Linked DNA regions of Sus scrofa: regions 1 and 3 are each linked to region 2. A link is a contact called in public Hi-C and HiChIP or PLAC-seq data. All regions are on one chromosome and are shown on one strand. Each heading gives the region's core, a stretch centred on a gene start, on an enhancer-like site or on the middle of the called end of the contact. The rest is flanking DNA. Distances are from core to core; before and after follow the strand shown. Region 1 holds the start of SMC5 (structural maintenance of chromosomes protein 5). Region 2 holds the start of KLF9 (Kruppel like factor 9). Region 3 overlaps TRPM3 (transient receptor potential cation channel subfamily M member 3).

Region 1 (4,032 bases), core at 554-3,053, 190 kb after region 2:
CTCCAAGGCAGAGACTTAAGAAAAATGCTGCATCCTCCCTTACTATCATGCCTCACAAATAATCTGCAGCCGGACCCTGTCAAATCTCTTCTTTCTGCTCCCACTTTCCAGCGTTAGGGTCAAACTCTGAATCATCTCTGCCCTTGTATTGTAAAAGCCTTGTTGCCTTCACTTTTGCACCTTTTCTAAATGATCCTTCACAATGCTGCTGAAGTAATATGTCACATGTCATGCATGCACTTAACCTGGCAACCTACAGCATAGAACTGGAATTCCTCAGCATAGGAAACACAGACCCCCAAGAGTTGTCTTCAGTATAAACCCTGTTCACATATTCACATCCTGTGCTCTAACCATATTAAAATACTGGAAACTTCTTAATCATAACCATTTCAGGTAATTCCTTCTGTCAGCAATGCTCTTCCTTTTTAAGAATGTCATAATCTCCAGTACAAAGCCCTTCTCACAGTTGTGGACAAAATTAACCATTTTAGCCATTGCTCCCCCCTTGCATCCTGATGCACATATGTTATTAAGGCAAATACTTCGTTTGATTATATTTATCTTTCCTGATTTGGATTCAAACAACAATTCCGCTACTTATTAGCTGTGTAAACGTGGGCAAATTAACCTCTGAGCTTATCAATGGAAATAATATAAAGAGTTGTTACCAGGAAAGAATGAGAGCATTGTGTAAATAAAGCACCTACTTCTATAGCACATGACAGATGTTTGAAAAATAATGTTAGTAATGTTACTGCAATTCTGTTTTCCCTATGTTACTCTGCGCAAGCTTAAAAAAAAATAAATCTTAAATGAACTTTAAGGTGCTAAACAGATACACGGTATTTGTGTTAAAACATATTTAAAAATTCTACAGTGAGTATTATGGTTAGTTGTCTGAAGGGATAAAAAAGGAACCAGAAAGCCAGATTTGAAAGGGTCAAGGGTCTTCTGGGAGCGCAATAACTGAGAGTAAGGCTTAATTTTCAGGTACATTTCAACCTCCATTAGGAAACCTTCACCATCTTTGTCCACCTAGCAACTGCCTACTCTTCACGAATCTGTCACGGCATCACTGCCGTTCTGATTTAACTGTTGCTTCCTCTGAGTTCCCAAGAACCACAGTTTTGCCAATTACAGATTACGTCCTACCTCTACAGGCTGTGACTCCCAGGGGGCAGAGATCGAATCCCTACTACGTCCACTGCCCGCCATATGACGTCTTCAAACAACATTGGCGTTAAGAATTAAAAAAAAACATATCACCCAAGACACACTCCTACCACATCGACACACACGTCAATCTTCATGGCCGACGAATAAAACTCCTGACGGCAATCTCAGCACGAATTTACTGTTAAACCCACAAGCCAGGCACACATCCACCCACCTACCCCTGCACGCATGCAGCCTGCGCCCCCAGCCCGAGGGCCCGCTCGCCTCCCCAGCCCGGCCTCTGGCCACTCACAGGAAGTTCTCCATCGCGATGCGGACGATAGAGCCTTCTACGAAAGGCCCTGAAGACTGCAGCGGCAGTGGAGGCGGCGCCGCCGGCGGGGCCGAACTCTTTTTCTTGCTCGGGACCTCCGACGAGGGATCTCTGGGGAGAGCTCTCTTGGAGGCCAGGGGGATTGGTGTAGACGTTTTCTTGCTCGGTGTCGCCATTCTGGCTTCCTTTCCTTCTTGAGCTGGCTTCCGTTCCCACCGACCTGCAGCCCCTGCGCTCCAGCGCCCGGCTCCCGCGCGACCTGCCCTGGCGCGCGACTCCCCCACCCCCTGCCGGGAGCCCGCCCTCGCGCCTGCGTAGTTGAGATCGCTGGCGTCAGCGGTCACGCACCGCCCAGTGCTGGGCCTGGAAGGCCGAAACCCTTGCGAAAGCGGGGGTGGAGCTGGGGGAAGCTGCTTCCGGTCACTTTTCTCTATGTCTGTATACTTTGAGAAGTTTTGTTTTGGTTTTGTTTTTTAACTCAAAAAAAGACATCAGTTGCATTTAGTATTTTGAAAGCCTTTTCAGTGCTCTGAGGAAACATCCGGGAGAGAAAGGAGGACGGTGTTTGTGATGGCACCTCGTGTGGGCAACGTCAGACCCCATTGGTGATGCTCGGAGTCTGCCCTCGGTTCGGGCCTCTTCGTCTTCTTTCTTTGTTTTCAAGCAGGTTCCCATGTCCAAAAAGAAAGAAAAGAAAGGAAACTCTTCCAAATGGCTCTATGCCTTCCTCTCTCTTAAAGCATGGCGCTATGGTCTCCTGCACTCTCCAACTGGTAGAAAGACTGCACCACACAGATTCTCCTCATTGACTGTCCATCCCCTCGTTAATTCCCTTTTAAGACTCCCTCCCTCGAAGTTTCCGGAAACCCCGGAGCTCCCTGGCATGGTGTAGAGGGTGTTCCACTTAAACTGGCTCACATTTGTCTAATTAACCTCCCTTTTAAGATGAGCTTCCTGCGACCTACTTATGTGTCATTCCTCAACTGATAATGTCTAATCTACCAGAGGCTGGGTTGTGGCCTTGAGGGAGTGAGTGGAGAGATAGAAAAAGAACAAGTTAACCTAATTTCTGGCGGAGATAGATGCTCAGAAGAGAAAAACAGAATGAATGTGATGGAGAGGCAGGGAAGGCCTGTCAGAGGGAGTGATATTTGGGCTAAACCCTGAAGGCGAAGAAAGAGCCAGGTGTGGAAATAAGAAAAGAGCATTCTGGGCAAAGACAAAGGCTGTGGTTGGGGGAGTAAACCATGGAAGGAGTTAACAAAGGGAAGGCTGGCAGTAGAACCCTGATTTCTGACTCCTGGACCAATGCTCCTTTTCCAGGTTTCTGATTCTTTCTCTCACAGGAGTGAAATCCACGCTCTCAAAGTTATAATCAACGAAAAAATGAGTTGGAAAAACATGTAAAATTTTCATGGTTATTAGGAAAAAAATATATATTTATAAAATTTTGACTTTGCTTGCAGCATGAAGTTCCCAGGCCAAGGATGTAACCTGCACTATAGCTGTAACCACGGCAGTGACAATTCTGGATCCTTAAGCTGCTGAGCCACCAAGGAGCTCCACAAAAAAATTTTAAATAGAAATTAAAGAAGAATTTTGAAACTTCTGAACAGGAAATAATAAAGATAGTGTTTAGGAGGGCACTATACCGTTATATGCTACACTGCTAGTAGAAATTGTTTGAAAAGTAACTTGGTACTCTGCTTCAAGAGCCTTTGATGAGTCAATTTCTTTGGAGAAATAGTTGTATTTGGGAAAATCTACCCTAATAGTAAAATAATACAGGCAGCAGTAATAGGAGTTAAGAGTGGGGAACCAATATAACCATCTTTATACCATCAACAGTTCTTCAGTGAATTAATCAAATTATGCTTATAAACTTGAAAGTTGGGAAAGGGCCTCTGAACTTGTGATGACCCCACAAATGTGCACACACTATGCGTTCTTGCCTGAGCACCGCCAGTCATGCTCTACCACCATCTTTTGAAAAGGAAAATGTTACTGGTTTTGCTTCTAACCACAAAAGCAATAAGTGTTAAATGCAGAAATTTGGGGGACACAGAAAAAAACATACACAAACGGAAAACTTATAATTCCTCTACCCAGACTAATCACTGTTAAGATTTTGATGTGTTTTAACATCCTCTTTCCATATGTATATACTATGGTCCTTCTGTGTTAAAAAAAAAAAATACTGCACAAATTATGTATCCTGTTATTTAACCTTTTTCTCAATATATTATGAATATCTTTCCATGCCATTAAGTATTTTTCTGTGACATAGTTTCAACTATATAGTATTCTATCAAACAAATATACTGTAATTGATTTAAATACTTCTCTTTTGTTGGACTCTGTGTGACTGAAGTTAGCATGAACCAGGGATATGCTGGCATGTTACACTAGCTCAGTGCTTCCTACTATTGCTTAACAATTTCATGAACTCATAAAGGTAGACACATCTATCTTGCCACCTCTGGTTTCTTTAATTCTGCTGGTAAAAAATTGTCTTGAAAGGAGTAGTGTCATATAGGCAA
Region 2 (3,994 bases), core at 744-3,243:
CATTGGCCTTATGGAAAACAACTCCATCATTCTTCAGAGGGAGAGGCAGACCTAGTTAATCAGACTCCAAGAGCTGTACTAATTGTTGATCAAGTAATGCCACAATATTCAATGTCTAAAGATCTCTGGCTGGTTCCAGTTTTCTAGAATCTGTTTAGCAAAGTTAATATTTCACAAAACCAAAGAATTCAGTTGTAAAGCCCAAAGAGCTAGGAATCAGATTTATGTTTTCAATGGAGTTCTTTATCTACCTGATAATGCAGACAAGTCACTTCCTTACATCTCAGTCTTCACATCTGTTAAGTGAGGGAAAGGAAATGCCCTAACATCCCCCAGGGGTCTGTGGAAAGGAAATGAGCTAAGAATAATGTTGGTTTTTAAATTATACAGATGAGGGATTTTAGTCTCCATTTATTTGAGGGAGGTTACAATAGTTTCAAAGCAAAATGAAGACAGCTTATTTAGAATAAATTGCACGAGGGAAGGAGAGGAATTAAGAGGTATCACAAAAGTAAAGATGGGGTGTTTCAAAGTAAGGATAGCCAGGCAGTATAAAAACTATGCTTTAAAACAGAACTTTTGTCAGCTCTGCATTTATAAGAGGAATTAGTCATAGTTAATGCATTGGACGGAAAAATCTTCCCCAAAGTATTCTGTATCCCAAAACAGAAAAACAAAACAAAACAAAACCAGATTGAGGTTTTCTCATTTGTGTTTATTCTTGAGCAACTTGGCCTGACATATTTAGTTGTTTTTTTTAATTATAAACTCACGATGCACTTATTCATCACCCATGCTTTCCCATACATATCTCAGTTTTACTACTAACAACACAAAGTACAAGGATATGTTCAGTTTCACTACAGCTCTTCGCGTTTACAAGAGTGGAGCGCTTGCCTTCAAAACGCCCTTCTGATTGGCTGAGCCTATGTTAGTGACATCAACCAACTTACTTTTGATTGGAAGGTTGGTTGCTGGGACTGTAGCGTTTGCAGGAAGTCACTTAACTCTTTGAGAGCTGGAAAACAAACTGAAGTTCTCTTTTGTCATTAAGAACAAGCGCAACTGAGTAGGGAAGGTGTGTCCCACAGCTCCGAAAGCTGGATTGTGAGCCAGGAGGTCTGGACCAGCTAAGGGGTTGAGAAGCACTCCAGAAGATGCGCGACTGCTTTTTTGCAACCTCTCGGCTGTTACCCTTTTAAATGTCAGCGTTCGAGGCTGTAGGGGTAGCACGAGGCATCGAAACGGAACAGTCGGATTGGCCGCATGTCTCAGTTCTAGACGCACCTCTCCACCGAAAGGCCGTTCTGACTGGCAGGGGGAGAAAGTAAACAGAGTTGAATCACCCTCCCCACTGGCCAATTGGAGGGGGTTTGGATTGTGACGTGATGGGATTCTGCGAAATTGTTACTGAGCGAGAGAATGCCGGAACGGTGCGGACCGGCAAGAGCAGGGTCTCAGAAGCCGTCAGTGGACTGGGGGAAAAGTGTCTCTTAGACCTGGCGCTAGGTCCGGCCGTTGCCACCCGCATCCAGGTGGTCGGGTGAATGTCCTGGGGCTTTGGCTCGACGGAGAGGCGGCTGAGGGCGTGTACCTCTCTTGCAGTTTCCTCTCTCAGCGCCTCGGGGGCGTTTTTGGTCGAATAAACTTGCGACCGCCACGTGTGGCACCTTTCCAAGGGAGCCGGCTCGGAGCGGCCGGCGCGCCCGTCGGGGGTATAGCGCCCGGCGTGGGGCACCATCGGCGGCGAGAAGCGGCGGCGCAGCGAAGCCCGGGGCCGTGGATGCTGCGTGCGGAGGCGCTGCCGGTTACGTAAAGATGAGGGGCTGAGGTCGCCTCGGCGCTCCTGCGAGTCGGAAGCGCCCCGCGCCCCCGCCCCCTTGGCCACCGCGCAGCGCCGCGCTCATCGTCCGAGGCCAGGGCACAGCGAGCCGAACCTCTGCAGCCACCACCAAGTTTGGCCGCGTCGCTGGGGCTGCTGTCGCCCGCACCATGTCTGCGGCCGCCTACATGGACTTGTGGCTGCCCAGTGTCTGGTTTCCATTTCGAACCGCGCTGCGGTGCCGGAGCATGGGGGCGCTCCGGACGCCGAGCGGCTGCGACTACCTGAGCGTGAGGTGACCAAGGAGCACGGTGACCCGGGGGACACCTGGAAGGATTATTGCACGCTGGTCACCATCGCCAAGAGCTTGTTGGACCTGAACAAGTACCGACCCATCCAGACCCCTTCGGTGTGCAGCGACAGCCTGGAGAGTCCTGATGAGGATATGGGATCCGACAGCGACGTGACCACCGAATCTGGGTCGAGTCCTTCCCACAGCCCGGAGGAGAGACAGGATCCTGGCAGCGCGCCCAGCCCGCTCTCCCTCCTCCACCCTGGAGTGGCTGCGAAGGGGAAACACGCCTCCGAAAAGAGGCACAAGTGCCCCTACAGTGGCTGTGGGAAAGTCTATGGAAAATCCTCCCATCTCAAAGCCCATTACAGAGTGCATACAGGTTAGCGGCGTCTCCTTCTTCCCGCAAGCTCTGGGGTTAGTTAACCTTTGGCCGGGCAGCCTTTCTGGGAGTTAACAACGCACTTGGCCGAAAGGGTGCAAAAATTTTGGATAAGATGCTGTTTAACTCTTAAAAAAATTGAACTGTGTAGAGACAGAAAGCTCACTCTCTTCTTAATCGTCCCCAGCCTCTAGAAGCCATGGAGAGCATTAACCTGGCGGGGCGGAGTGAGTGCTGAGCGCCAGCCCCCGTGCGTGGCCACGCGGGGAGTGGTGCCTCCCCTCCCTGTCCCGCCCCGCCCCCCGCCGGACTCCAGCACCGGCGGCAGTGGGGCCACCCCACCTGGGCAGACGCTGACGGGGGTTGAGGGACACAGTCAAACCACTGTGTTATCTTTTATTTTATTCTCTTGTGGGATTGCAGCGAAGTGGCCAAACCTGGGGAGAAGCGGCGCACTTTACAGGGAACCTTTTAGGAATGACTAAGGGTTCGCTGGTTTAGCTGTATGCTTGCTACTTTTCAGGCCTTGCCAAGGTGCTTTTAAATTTGGCCAAGAATCCCCAGAGAGCTTTAAAATAATACTGCTTCAGGCAGCAGATGAGTTTGATCAAGTGATGGTTTGTTAACTTCACGACTAGTTAGCCTTTTAAATGAGAGATTCAGAGAGGATTTTTCTCCACGTGATTTAGGTCGCACCGGGCGGCCCTTAGCAAGGAGGTGTGGTCCTTGCCGAGGTCAAGGCTGATAATGAAGGTTGGGATGTTCTGGAGGCCCCAAGGAAGGTTATTTCCCAGGGAAAGCGAAGGCAGGGCTGACCAGAGGCATGTGGCTGAGACATCCGCAGTATAAAATGAGCTTTAGAGACTTACAGGGGCCTTGGTCAGCCAATTCTATTGGTTCTGTTTAACATATTCAGAAAAAGTTGGAAAGCATTCACACTTGGCCATGCTGTCTCACCATCTTTAGTAAGGGTCCTTTACAGTGCTGTTCCAGTAAGGAAGCACAGTGCTTGGTCTTCTCATGAAACTCCTTTTCCCTCTGTCCTATGACACCATGTTTAAGAGGAGGTTATTGGAGTTACTTGGAAAGTATTGTCGTTTTTTGGGATAATTGTTGGTACTTTTAAGATGAGGCCCTGGGCTTGTGGTTTCAACATGATCATTGGTTGGTTTGGTTCTGTTTTGCTTTTTTTAAAAAAGGCCACGTAACTGCATCTCGTATTTTATTTCCTTTGGAAAGTGTTTCTTGTGGAGGTGGCTGCTGGCACAGGAGTAAAGCTGAATTTCCTCCGTGGTTAGTGCAAAATCAGGTTCTGTTTGGGGTAGTCATCTAGGTTGCCGTAAAACAGCACATTTCAAAGTTTCTATCTGTAAGTGTTGTTGTGCCTGAATTGGGGCATGTGACCTTTAGAGTGGCTCCCGGGGTGAAGCAGGGGTATATTAACTGGAGGGTGTTACTCACCAACAGCTGTTGGGCGGGCCTGGCTGTGTCAGCCATG
Region 3 (4,154 bases), core at 520-3,019, 130 kb before region 2:
GGGAAATCACGACCTCAGGCTCACCCCTCTTCACCTCCCCTGAGGTGGATTAATGTTGGGGGTGGGGACAAGTTGTAGTTTGGGGAAATCTGTCCACACAGTTTGCTGCTAAAAAACATCCATTATCCCCATCAGTGTGACCCTTCAAGTCTACCTGACTTTTGGGGTCTCCGCACAATCCCAAATCCTTGACGCTTTCTCCCTGCTGCCCCAAAGAAACCACATGGCCTGAGCCCACAAAGCACATGCAAGCTGGCATTCATTCTCAAGTACCCTCCTACATATGCACGGACACACAATTCTCCTCTCCCCTCCAGTCTTGCTCCTGCCACCATACATATTTTCATCTGTTTCCTAAATTCTCCTTCTTCTTGCCTCTTCTACAGATGCTTGCAGGTCCTGAGAGTTTTACATCCAGAACACAAAAGCAGCCAGAGACTCAAAGACTGTTTCTGGGTTCCACCTTGCAACCCCTTCTTCCCCAACACAGAGCCAATACCCGCTTGAAAGACAGGCAGGAAAAATGAGTGAGCAGTTGAAAATGCTATCCCACCACACTGAATTAACAATCTTGTACATACAACAGGATGTCCCCAATAAAAATAAACATTGGCACCAGGCATGCTAGATGTAATCTCTGCATTTCAAACGGAGGATGGTATGTGAAAGAATCATGGTCTGATGTCATAGTACATCATCTAACGGCACTGCTACAGGGATTTCTTAAACTCTTAGAATGGTAGTGGGTGTGGCAAGTTTTTCTAGAATAGCCCTGTCCAGTGGAATCTTCTGAGATGATGGAACTGATCTAGACCTGCACTGTCTTAATACCATATCTTCTAGTCACATGGGGCTAGTGAGCCCTTGAAATGTGTGTGGCCAGTGTGAATGAGAAAGAGAATTTTTAATTTTGTTTCATTTTAACTAATTTTTCATTTAAATAGCTGATCATTGCCAATGGCTACCTCATTGAGCAGCTCCATTCTAGAATATAAGAATCCTTTAGAATACCAACTCTGTGAGAACAGGAAACACATCTTCCTTGTTTCCTGCTGTCGCCTCAGCACTTCAAGTGTGTGTGGCACAAAGTAGGTGCTCAGAAAATATTTGGAGCATGAAAAAAAAACCTTGAAATAAGGAATAGAGAGTAAAGTTGTTATTTGCTTTTACACAATCTGAAAAAAAAAAAGATTTTGATGATACATATAAAGGAATTTGAAATTTTTCAATAGAAAAACGAAAAGGAATTAGGTTTATTATCAAGGAATTTAAAATTTGGATTAAATGTAATGATCATAGATTCATGCCCCCCCACACACACAAGGAAAAATGAACTCAGATGGGATCGTAGAATTGATAACTTCCTGCAATTTAGCTGAATTTGTATTCGAGAAGAGAATTACAGCCTGATTCAAGAAGTATTTATTGAGCAAGTTATTCTAGACTATGTGCAGAGATTGATGGTTGGACAGCTATAAGGAAGATGGGAAGAAAGAGAGGGAGAGACGAGTCAGGAAGGAGGAGGGAAACCAGGGAGGGAAGGCAGGCCCTTGATTGTGGAGGGCAGCTGAGGAAGGAAGAGAGAGCTATTGGAGCCCAGCAGTGGGCCCGGATGAGACCCATGCAGAGAGCCCTGCCAGCTCCGCATTGCTGGAAGTGGTTGCCATGCATCCCGTAACCAGGGGCCTTTGCACAGGCACAGTGTTCTGACCAAATGCAGTGAGGCAGATGGCTGATTTACACTCAGCAGAGCAGAGTACATCCCTTCTGATAACACGGCAAGATTTTAACTGATCTATGTTAACAACAACAAAAATAGACTGATCCACCACCCAGGTTAAATATTAGCAGACAATCCCAGCAAGACTCACATGTTAATTGTTTTTCTCAAATGTGACAGAGTCCACATAAGCCTGCAGCCTCAGTAAGGAGGGGGAAGGAAGATGCTCAAGATCTTCTCAAGATACTGTCCAGTGGAGCGAATAGCTTCCTGCCACTAGATTTCAGATGATGTCTGGCAAGGGATGTTTGGAATTACCTGGCATTCAGCCAAGTATTTGGTATCTATAATATCAGGCCAGAGGTTCAAGATGAGGACATGCTTGGCAGAAGACCCCAATAACTTCAGGTCAGATACAGAATTTGGTGTCTTTGCCGTAGTGACACACTCAGTTCAAGTAAACAACATCCTCTGATGCATTCAAACTAGAGGGGGCTATTTCTTGACCTGGGTTGTCCTTACATGGGTTTTCATTTTACTCTGGATATATATGTTTCATGGGCTCCAATCTGTATATGATCTATCTCACAATGTAATATAAAAAGGGATAAAACAGACATCCTGCCATCACATTTTCCACATTCTAGTTTGAGTGGGTTCATTCATTCAGTGACATTCACTGAGCACTGTGTGTGCTAGACTCTGTGCTAGGTGCTAAAGATTTAAGAGACATGCATTATTGCCTTGGCTTTAACAAAAGTTTAATGGGGATGATTGACAAGTAAACAAGTCATTGCAAGTCAGTAGGATATATATTTCCATAAGGTGCTGTATAAGAACTTAGCTCAAAGGAAAGAACACACTTTTATTTGAGGGTGGGTTGGGTGGGAGGGGGACATGGTGAAGCAGAGAAAAACAAGAGGGCAAAGTACAGTCAGAGAAATTAAGCTGGTTCATAAAGGCTATTAAGAGTTTCCTAGATAGATCATGAAAGGGCTTTCTAGACAGACACCATCATGTACAAAGCTAGACAGCATGACAAGGTGTGCCAGGTATAGGCATATGGAGACAGCAGATAAGTGAGACTCCTTCCCTGGACCAGTCAGTTAGGGGTTTGTCCCCTGCCCTGCAAGATACTCCCAAGCCTCCTTTACCTGCCTTGGGTTTACACATGGCACCATATTCTTTTTGTCTGGTTTCTTATATGTATCCCCTGCTGGACTTGTCCATGTTTTCCACCATATTTGAGTGAATGAATGGAGGAGGGGTTTAAAAGATGGATTATAAAAACTTTGTATGCCAGGCTAGGGAATTTGGATCTTTTCTCATGGGAAATACAGTCTTGACCTTGTGAGGCACTCCTTTCCAAGCTGAGGCTCTGGTTTATAGAATTCACAGGTTGTGTGTGCCAAGTAGGGATATTGTGCCTGGAAAATATGTTCATTTCAGGGAAACTAGATGAGCCATAGAAAAGTCCTTTGTTCTGCAGTGTCTTCTAGAAGAGGAGTAGCAAGTTTCAAAGACTCACAACATCCCCTGGAATAGGTTAAACCTACTGACTCTTCTCCCCTTAGTGTGAAGTATTTGAACCTTTAATGTTAACCCTCAAAATAGCCTAAATCAGCATTCAGGGAAGGAAAGTTAAGATGGGGGCAGGAAAGCAGATGGCTCTGGAGGGTGAGGCAGACTTTGAGCAGCCAGAGGGAATCATGAGGCGACTGTGTACCTGGAGGGCAGGGAAAGTGAGACGGGGTGTGGGAAAAGTTCAGAAAGAGAGGTGGTGGCAAAACAGCTATGCCTACATTGCAGTTTTGCCAAGGGCCTTGGCAGATGCCCGGCTTGCCTCCAAAAACCGTCTTCTATGCTGTCTGCAATAAATCGCTGATGCCTGAATTTAAATATCAGGATTACTTGAAGTTCCAAAAGCCTCAAGCTCCCCCAGTTCAGTCTGTAGGTGCTGGAGTTCCCAACTCCAGCTTCTCCAGTTCATCCAGATTTCTCCTCATCTATACCATGCCTCTCCCTGCTCAGAGGCTCACAGGTACAGAGGAGAGGAGTCACAGCATTCAGGTACCACCTTCTCTCACCTCTTGCTCTAGTTCACCCTTTGTTATCTTCAGGTCCATTGAAAATCTATTTCCCGGGAAGCTCAAAGATTTAAAAAGCCCGAGAACAGCCAACAGAAGCTGGAATACCCTCAAAGAAGTTTTCTTGTGACCACAGGATCTCCCACAGTTAGATCTACCCCACTGGCTCTCAACCAGGGGCAATTTAGCCCCACCCTTCACCCCTGGGGGACATTGAGCACTGCTTAGAAGTGTTTTTGTTTGTCACAACTTGAAAGATGCTACTGGCACCTAGTGGTAGAGGCCAGGGATGCTACGGCACATCCTCTGGTGCCCAGGACAGCCTCCCAAGCCAAAAAAATCACCCA

What was found. Hi-C and Micro-C count contacts between places; a contact is called where the count stands out from the background. HiChIP or PLAC-seq counts read pairs in DNA pulled down with a chosen protein or histone mark.
Region 1: a contact with region 2 is called in an H3K27ac HiChIP or PLAC-seq map of alveolar macrophages. The contact joins the promoter of SMC5 here to the promoter of KLF9 in region 2. A contact is called at or near these places in 1 of 5 promoter capture datasets (liver), 4 of 47 Hi-C or Micro-C datasets (embryonic fibroblasts, epiblast stem cells and skeletal muscle) and 2 of 2 datasets of contacts at active chromatin or transcription factors (alveolar macrophages and skeletal muscle).
Region 3: a contact with region 2 is called in a Hi-C map of liver, with 5 times the contacts expected there. The contact joins the enhancer-like site here to the promoter of KLF9 in region 2. A contact is called at or near these places in 1 of 5 promoter capture datasets (liver), 5 of 47 Hi-C or Micro-C datasets (liver and mesenteric adipose tissue) and 2 of 2 datasets of contacts at active chromatin or transcription factors (alveolar macrophages and skeletal muscle).

Annotation. Positions count from the first base shown.
Region 1 is chr1:223,558,042-223,562,073 of Sscrofa11.1, reverse strand. It overlaps SMC5 (structural maintenance of chromosomes protein 5), which reads right to left and starts at 1,803. Exons shown (of 24, transcript XM_021064744.1): 1 at 1,472-1,803. The coding sequence starts at 1,668.
Region 2 is chr1:223,745,660-223,749,653 of Sscrofa11.1, reverse strand. KLF9 (Kruppel like factor 9) reads left to right here and starts at 1,993. Exons shown (of 3, transcript NM_001011504.1): 1 at 1,993-2,016; 2 at 2,019-2,496. The coding sequence starts at 1,993.
Region 3 is chr1:223,879,081-223,883,234 of Sscrofa11.1, reverse strand. The region is part of intron 23 of TRPM3 (transient receptor potential cation channel subfamily M member 3); the gene reads left to right. Among named protein-coding and RNA genes, the nearest start is that of KLF9, 130 kb to the right of the region's middle. Within about 2 kb of position 1,769, at least 7 of the 83 cell types and tissues checked have an H3K27ac peak or open chromatin away from gene starts, as enhancers often do. A contact at or near this core is called in liver, where this site is marked.